Regions from separate parts of the Mus musculus genome. Here region 2 is linked to region 1. The links are chromatin contacts, called in public promoter capture Hi-C maps. All regions are on one chromosome and are shown on one strand. The core of a region is the stretch at or near the end of the contact, and the rest is flanking DNA. Distances in the headings are between cores, read along the strand shown. Region 1 holds the start of Zbtb33 (zinc finger and BTB domain containing 33). Region 2 has its middle 54 kb from the start of Lamp2.

Region 1 (4,433 bases), core at 497-2,996:
TACCTCTTCTGGGCATATATCCAGAAGATGTTCCAACTGGTAAGAAAGACACATGCTCCACTATGTTCATAGCAGCCTTATTTATAATAGCCAGAAGCTGGAAAGAACCCAGATGCCCCTCGACAGAGGAATGGATACAGAAAATGTGGTACATTTACACAATGGAATACTACTCAGCTATTAAAAAGAATGAATTTATGAAATTCCTAGCCAAATGGATGGACCTGGAGGGCATCATCCTGAGTGAGGTAACACAATCACAAAAGAACTCAAATGATATGTACTCACTGATAAGTAGATATTAGCCCAGAAACTTAGTATACCCAAGATATAAGATACAATTTGCAAAACACATGAAACTGAAGAAGAATGAAGACCAAAGTGTGGACACTTTGCCCCTTAGAATTGGGAACAATCACCCATGGAAGGAGTTATATAGACGAAGTTTGGAGCTGAGACAAAAGGATGGACCATCTAGAGACTGCCATATCCAGGGATCCATCCCATAATCAGCCTCCAAACGATGACACCATTGCATACACTAGCAAGAGTTTGCTGAAAGGACCCTCATATAGCTGTCCCTTGTGAGACTATGCCGGGGCCTAGCAAACACGGAAGTGGATGCTCACAGTCAGCTATTGGATGGATCACAGGGCCCCCAATGGAGGAGCTAGAGAAAGTATCCAAGGAGCTAAAGAGATCTGCAACCCTGTAGGTGCAACAACATTATGAACTAACCAGTACCCTGGAGCTCTTGACTCTAGCTGCATATGTATCAAAAGATGGCCTAGTCGCCGTCACTAGAAAGAGAGGCCCATTGGACATGCAAACTTTATATGCCCCAGTACAGGGGAACGCCAGGGCCAAAAAGTGGGACTGGGTGGGTAGGGGAGTGGGGGGGTGTGTGTGGGACTTTTGGGCTAGCATTGGAAATGTAATTGAGGAAAATACATAATAAAAAATATTTTAAAAAATAATGATAAACAATACAAATATTATTGCCTTTCAAGGTAGGGCTCATTTGACACTATTTGGTTTGTTATTCCTTCTCTGTAGTTCTATACTTTTAAAATACTTTTATTCGTGTGTATGTACCTGCCGAGCCCTCTGAAATGAGAGAAACTTGTCTTATCTGCTTTTCTATCCCACAGGGCCTGGAGTATATTTGCTGCAGATCAAATGTGATCTCTATGTTAATAGATATGCAGTTAACAAGATATTGCATGCACCATTTAACATTCGATTAACAAGAGTTATCAGAACACAGGTTTCTTCTTAAAAGTAGACAGTGTAATGTGGTTTTCTTGTTATCCTACAATTTGAATTAGTATGAGTTAAATTTTAGTATGCAGATTGTATTCAAGGTGGCTTGTTATCCAAGCAACAGGCTAACAGGGCAGACTTCAAACATGCAAAAGAACTGGAATTTATACAACCTCTGAACATTTTTAAGCCCTCGGGACTTAAGGGAGTTTGAACAAACAAGACTAGCCTCCCTGCCACTCCTAACAGTGTCATCGGATCTTTGTCTGTCTCACGGAGCCGAGCTCTTAAGAGAATCACAGAACACTTAGAAAAATGCTTCGCAGTCACGGAAAGAGCCGAAGGCGGGCTTCGCGCTCTTCCGGACAACCCCGGGCTGCTCTCGGAAGAGGAAGGCGAGGAAGCCACGCCTCCCACGCTGCGCCCTCTGTCGGCGGAGCCCGGCGCCCGAGCCGCGTCCGTGGAAGCCGCTTTGACGTCGGCGGAAACTGGAGCGACATTTAAAGCGGCAGCAGCGGCGCTGCGGAGTCCGGCTGCTTGGGGTAGGACTCTGACCCTGCCTCGGCCCCGAGGAGGAGAAAGCGGCCGCCGCGGAGCAGGTGAGGAGTGGGCTGGGCACCGGGCCCGGGAGACGGAGCCCGCCTACGCCTTCCATGCCCTGGCCGCGCCTACGCTTGCGGCCGCCTCGCTTGAACCAGGAAGCAGCGGAGCCCGAGGCCTTGGCTCCTCTGCTCTTTCTTTGTGTGGGTCCCGGAGCTCTACCAAGAGAACCGGTAAGGCGCGGCGTGGTCCCCTTCTCTGTCCAGTGCCAGAGGCACCCGGTACCCTTGCATAAGCCTTAGGGCGTGGGGGACGCCGCCAAGTACCCACTTGGCTTTCTCCCTCTCCATTCGTCCGCTTTGGGGGGCGGGGAAGGGGGCTCTTTTCCCACCTCCCTACTAGTTTGATTGAGCTTTACTATGGGGCCCATCCTCCTCTTTAGATCCTTCTTTGGACACAACAATGCTTCCGGCTTCGCATGGCCCGCTACCCCCAACAGAGTACCCTTAGGAGCTAGGCCTACTTTCTTCAACACCCCTCAACCCCCCTGCCTTCGTTCTGCTGTTTGCATCGCCATCCCTGTTTGTGTTTTCACGTGAATTGACGTTTAAAAGCTCAGTTGCACCAAAGTTCAAAGGAAGAAGAGGGAGATGGTGGAAGAGGGAGAGATGGACAACAGCTGCAGGGAGCCCTGTAGTGTTGGTTTGTTTCCCCCCCTCTGGCCCGTGGCATTTTTCTCTTCCCTACTGTCACCAGCCTTCTAAACCAGCCAACAACCAAAGATGTGTTACACAATGCTATGAGATGCCTTTTCCGTAGGCAGGTCGCAAATCTCTGGGGAGGAAAGGTTTGAGACCCACTTGGGGTGATCCTGGGCTAACCCTGACCAGCTGGATACCTAATCAAAATGAAACCAGGTCCCAGTATCACCTAGACACCTACATTTGAATCATTCCCATGTTGGAAAAAAAAAACCCTTATTTTCCAATTATAAAAATCATGTGGCCATATACAGAAATCTCTCCACTTGAAAGTGGTTTCTGTTGAAACCTTCATGTTTTGGATTGTTGGCAGATTGTCTAAAGGTCACACTTTGTGATGAATGCCTTTGTGATTGCCTGTAATTCCTTGGTGCTGTTAAAATGGAGTAGCTAACATGGTTTTAATTTTTGGCTTTTAGACTTTTAAAGTTATGATGTTTTAAATACAGAGATACTCATGCCTCCCTTGTGTGTTTATATGTGAGCATGTGTGTGTGTGTGTGTGTGTGTGTGTGTGTGTGTTTGTGTGTGTGTGTGTAAGTACCAGGTGACAGTGACATTCTTTAGTAACTTATTAATAAAATAATTCTCTACCAAATGTACTTAGCAAGGAATGGTTAATATATAATATTTGTATAACATGTGTTTTGTGCTTATAAGTATTTTAATATGCATATGGGTCCTTTGCACTTCAGATGCACTCTGAACTCAATAGCTTCCGTGAAATGCCAAAAGAAAGTGTTTGGAGTGTCCCACAGCAGCAACAGTTGCCTGCTTCTCTGTTGTAACTAGTTACTGTTTTTGCTTGCACTGACTCCTTTGAAGAGAACTGGGTCTTCTACAAGTGAACATCATTCTTTACCAACAACATATGTTTGCAGTTTTTATGTAAATAGGCACCGAGGAGGGGCGCTCTCCCTTTCTGTTTGTTTCTTCACTAGAGTATGTGTTGACTTCACTTGGCACTCTGTCTAACGCTGCATCTCTACAAAGTGCAAGGCAGAATAGAAGGATAAGGGGTAGGTAGAAATAATGGGAAATTGTGAGGCGCTAATTGTCAGTGTCCGTAATTGGCCTTGGCTGTGAGGGTGAACTTTTGAATAGGATGTAACTAATAAGATTAGAGGTGAAGTTGAAGGGTATAAATTTCAGACTAAATATTAAACACACTAAACTTTTCTGGCATTTGAAGAAGTAATTCATATGCTTAATGGTGAAGATTTTTCTTAAAATGAAAAATTCTTATCTCTTGAGGAAAAATGAAGTAAAGTTGGGACTAGGAAAGTGAATTCTAAGTTTAAAAGGGTGATTAGTGGAAATGCATTTTCCTGAATTTCAAAGGAAGGCGACCAAGGAGATTATTGTTCAGATCTGCATGGCAATTTCAAAGTTTCTTGACATTTCTCAGAGTAAGTCCTAAGATTTGACACACAGTCAAAAGCTAGTGTATGTAAGAGCATGTTTAAAGGTCAAGATTTACACCAAATATTGACTAAAATGTAAACTGTTTACCATACCTATGCCTCACATTTCGAATAGTCAGGTACTTTGGGGTTTTTCCCTCCCTAATCCTCCCCTCTTTCCCTCTTCTCTTTCCCTTATAGGCATGGAGAGTAGAAAACTGATTTCTGCTACAGACATTCAGTACTCTGCCAGTCTGCTGAACTCCTTGAATGAACAGCGTGGCCATGGTCTCTTTTGTGATGTTACTGTTATTGTGGAAGACCGAAAATTCCGGGCCCATAGGAACATCCTTTCAGCCTCGAGTACATACTTCCATCAGCTCTTCTCAGTTGCTGGGCAAGTTGTTGAACTAAGCTTTATAAGAGCTGAGATTTTTGCAGAAATTCTGAACTATATCTACAGTTC
Region 2 (4,237 bases), core at 269-2,768, 210 kb after region 1:
AGGTTGAAAACCACTGACTTGGACTTAAGATTACTATTTTAGGCTTAACTAAAATCTCTGAAGTGAAAACAGATCTTTGGACTCTTCAGTTCTCAGTAGAGAGAAAATAGCTCGAGAAAATTCAACATCTGCCTCGTGCTAGTATCAGGTGTGCAAAGCTGGCATGTGGGGCATAAACATGCACAGCATTAAACACCCAAAGTAACTCAGTGGCTAAAGAATCCAACAAACACAAGGAGACGTAGTGTCTAGGACCTTACTCCAGAAGCCACAGGCACTCATGGCCCCGACAGGGATACAAGACTCTATCAAAATCAATACATTTGTAAGATCATCCCAGGTGAGCTTTGGTTAGGCAGCCACCTGACAGACGACATGTCAGCGTCCACTAGATTCCACAGTTAGCACTTGGTACCAGGAGAAGAAAAGTCAATGCATTAGAAATATCAATTCTTGAACTCACTGAGGCACAAAAGTGTACAGAAGGGTTTTTCTTTTTGTTAGTGCAGGATAAATTAACTTTCTGAACAAGTTAAAGCTGGGAAACAATTCTAAATTATACCCTTAAAAAATAGGCCATTCTAAATCAACACCTTAAAAAAAACACGAACAGTATTGCTTCATCTTGCAGTAGAAATATCAGGTTTAATATAATCAATACACCCCAAACTGCCAAAGCCAAAAAAATAAGCAAACAATTCCTTCTTAAAATATAGTAGCTCTGAAAGTAATGGAGAAATAGGCAGATTTTTCTGTTGAGTGTAGTCTGTTTTAGATGCTACTTTTAAGTTGTGAGGCTGGAACCCAGAACTTCATATATGCATGCAGTATCACTGGGTTACATCCCAGACCTCTTTTTATTTTTGGTTGTGAGCCTAGCCTTCAATGACTGAGCCATCTCTCCAGCCCCGAGACCCCTTTCTAAAGTAACAGAATTACACAGATTTAAACAATTCTCCTTAGAAGGTACAGAAAGTCATTCCTTTTATGAGCTAAGTTTTATGTTTGTCTTCAAAGAAGATGAACTATAACGTTTCAAAACTTATTTTGGGAAGCAAGTGACATCCTCTTTCAGTTCTGATTTTGCAAATAACATCAAAGTAGCAAAATACAACTAAGTGCAACATATAAAATTATACTTCGGTAGAAATGCTTCCAAAATTGGATCCAGATGCTTAAAATTATGTACTTTAAAAAGACAGTCTAAGTTGTAAGTTTTCTTTAAATTACATCTTAATGAACAGAGAAGAAAATGGCAGAAATAAAGACTGGTCCTAATCCATTTTTAAAGTTCTACTCATGCCCAAGCCAGCTTGCAACTCACTGAAGTCAGTCTGTGGATCCGATTTATCGCACAGCAATTCCTGGCTTTTGGCCAATGGAAGCACGAGACTGGCTTGATTAGACAGACTGATAACCAGTACGACTTTTCCGTCTTCCAATCATGTAAGATATAAACACAGCAATTATAAGGAAGCCCAAGGCCACACCCACTGCAACAGGAATAAGAAAGTTGAGGTCAGAGTCAGCAGCACATTCCTCAGCTGTTAGAAAAGAACAGAGAGACAGCAGAGAGAGCCAATTAGTAAAGAATACAATGGGAGGAAGAAGCAAACATGAAGCATTGACAGCAGAGACACGTGCTATCATTTTCTTTGGAGTATTACTTAATCAACATCCACCCGAACATTTCACAGCAAGACCACTGTTTAACTTTTCATGTAAAAAAAAAAAAAATTCTCAGTACAGAAAGGGAAACTGGGAAATGGTTCAAACTCTGAATTAAGCTTATACAATATTGAGTTATAGTACTTGCTTATACAACTTCAGAGTTGCCTGATGGCATTAGGGAAATTACTGCCTCTGCATCTCCTCTTCCTTTCCCCCCTGCCACATCTAGACTTAAAGTGTTAAGTGGGAAAGAGAAGCTAGCTCAGTGCTAGAGTGCTTGTCTAGCATGCCTAAGGCTCTTGGGTTCCATACCAAGCACATGGGGGTGGGGTGGGGGCTTCTAGTCAAGTAAAAGACAGGATCAAGGTGGGTTCTAGCTTTTTAAAGATTTATTTGATCTTATTATGCAGGTATTTCACTTATGTGTATGGCTATGGACCACATGCATCTAGTGCCCTGGAGGCCAGAAGAGGGCATCTCATCCGCAGAACTGAAGTTACAGGTGGGTGCTCAGAGTCAAACTCAGGTCCTCCACAAGACCAACAAATAAATATGCTTAGTAATCTCTCCAGCTAATGTTTTGTTTTGTTTTTTCCACATAAGCATTAGGTAGCTCACGGGTTACAAATAATTCTTTCCAACTAACTGATGGTCGTGGTGAAGAATAGCAGCATCAAAGGCATGTGAGTCCGTCCTATGGAATCACCAGAGCACAGCATGAGCAATGTGGACACTAAACTCTGACCCCCAGACGTAACTGAATTGGAAATCAGACTCTGAAGTAATAACTAACTTAGGGAAACTGCCAAGTTATCTAAGCTGGGCCTCCCTCCCTTCCACGAATGCTTCCATTATATAGTACTTGAGAATTCAATATGTTTTAAAGAACCTGGGTCACAGCAAGTGAGCCACAATTACTCAGCCCCTTCCCTTTTCCTCCTGTGTGTATGATCCAAAGAGGCTTGAGTTTTGACAACACAGGAATCCTAACAGTTGTGTCTTAGTGGACGACTGAGAAGGCCTGCATTCATTATTTCAAAACGACTGAAGCAAGTCAGCTCTCAAAATGCCACCTTTGGACCCAGGAGCTCAAGTTTTAATCAATCAACATTTTACTATTGAATGATTACATTTTATTGAGAATTTAATCCAAATACTAACGGTTTCATTGCTGCTGAACATGTAACATTGAGGAAGTCACATCCCTTTTCACACAGCTCTGGACTTAAGGAGTACCTAATCACTAAGGTCTTTTCAGTACAAGGCTAGAGCCATGAATAAATTATAATGTTTTGTGTTATCTGAGATTTTTCTCTCACACTTTTGTCACTCACACAAACGTTGTCATGGTTCTGAAAACATAATGTCGATTTCAATAACTACAATTAGCCTATTTTTTTTTTGGAGGACTACTGTTTTTCAGAAAGCTCCTTAACAGACACTGACAGCTGGATACCTAAACACATTTTCACTGTTAATTAGTACGTGACAGAAACTCTGAGCAAGCCAATATACACATTAAAATGAATTAATGATCATTTCAGTGTGTACATGGTCTCATCTGTTAAATCCCTTGATTTATTTATGTATTCCATCAGCACTTCACTTTTACCAGGAAAATGTTTCAATCTGGACTATCTGCCTAGCTCATTTGGATGCCAACAGCCTCTTTCTCCACCCCCTCAGAGCTGTGCCCCACCGCGGCTGTCTTGGAGAAGCAAGAGCATAACTGCTGTGCTTCATTGCCTCCCTTCTGAGATTGCTGTTAGCTTACATTTCATAAGTACCAGTCTGATGACAACACTAAATAGATTTTAATGCTCCAGAGATCAACAAGATGAGGTAGAGAAACACAACACAATCTGTCCTAATTAGTTCATAGAATCCTCTATCCTTCAGTGCTAACCAGGCATCCAAAGAGGACGAGAGCGAGGGGAACGGTTAACTGTTTGAACCCCTTCCGTCTGTAGTGCTGAAAAAAAAAACCATTTTCTTAAAAGCCCGGGATGGGCATGGTAACACATGCCTGTGACCCTTATTTAGCCAGCCAAGGCAGATGGATCTGAGCTTGAATCCAGCCCGGACAACATAGCAACTACCAGATCAGCCAGAGCTACAGACAAATTCTTTTAACACCACCCCCCCCCCCAAAAAAAACCTTCTAATTAAGAAGCCAGTCTGAGCTCTGTTATAACTTTCTGAGCCTGTTTTTAACCTATGTAAAAAAATCACAAGTTTGAGAATCAATTTCATATTTAACTTGAACTCAAAAGACATCAAGTCATAACCTTTAAAAATGTAATACTTAGCTGGGTGGCGATAGCACACACCTCAATTTCAGCATTCAGGAGGCAGAAGCAGGTGGATCTCTGTGAGTTCAAGGCCAGCCTGGTCTAAAGAGTGACTTCCAGGACAAGGGCTACACAGAGAAACCCTGTTTCAAAAAACCAAACAAACAAACACTCTCTGGTTCCTCTTCAGTTCTTATTTAAAAAACAAAAAACAAAAACAAACTGTGGATGGCCCTACGGACTCTCTACTTCATCCCTCCAAAAACCAAGTCTGT

What was found. Promoter capture Hi-C pulls out the DNA fragments that hold promoters and counts their contacts.
Region 2: a contact with region 1 is called in a promoter capture Hi-C map of liver. The contact joins the enhancer-like site here to the promoter of Zbtb33 in region 1. A contact is called at or near these places in 5 of 39 promoter capture datasets (the 3T3-L1 cell line, the C10 cell line, cranial neural crest and 2 more), 1 of 484 Hi-C or Micro-C datasets (liver), 1 of 115 datasets of contacts at active chromatin or transcription factors (stem cell-derived neural progenitor cells) and 1 of 9 other capture datasets (liver).

What each region holds. Positions count from the first base shown.
Region 1 is chrX:38,188,047-38,192,479 of GRCm38.p6, forward strand. It overlaps Zbtb33 (zinc finger and BTB domain containing 33), which reads left to right and starts at 1,747. Exons shown (of 2, transcript NM_020256.2): 1 at 1,747-2,036; 2 at 4,169-4,433. The coding sequence starts at 4,171.
Region 2 is chrX:38,400,738-38,404,974 of GRCm38.p6, forward strand. It overlaps a transcript of Lamp2 not described here. Among named protein-coding and RNA genes, the nearest start is that of Lamp2, 54 kb to the right of the region's middle. Within about 2 kb of position 1,519, at least 9 of the 459 cell types and tissues checked have an H3K27ac peak or open chromatin away from gene starts, as enhancers often do. A contact at or near this core is called in liver, where this site is marked.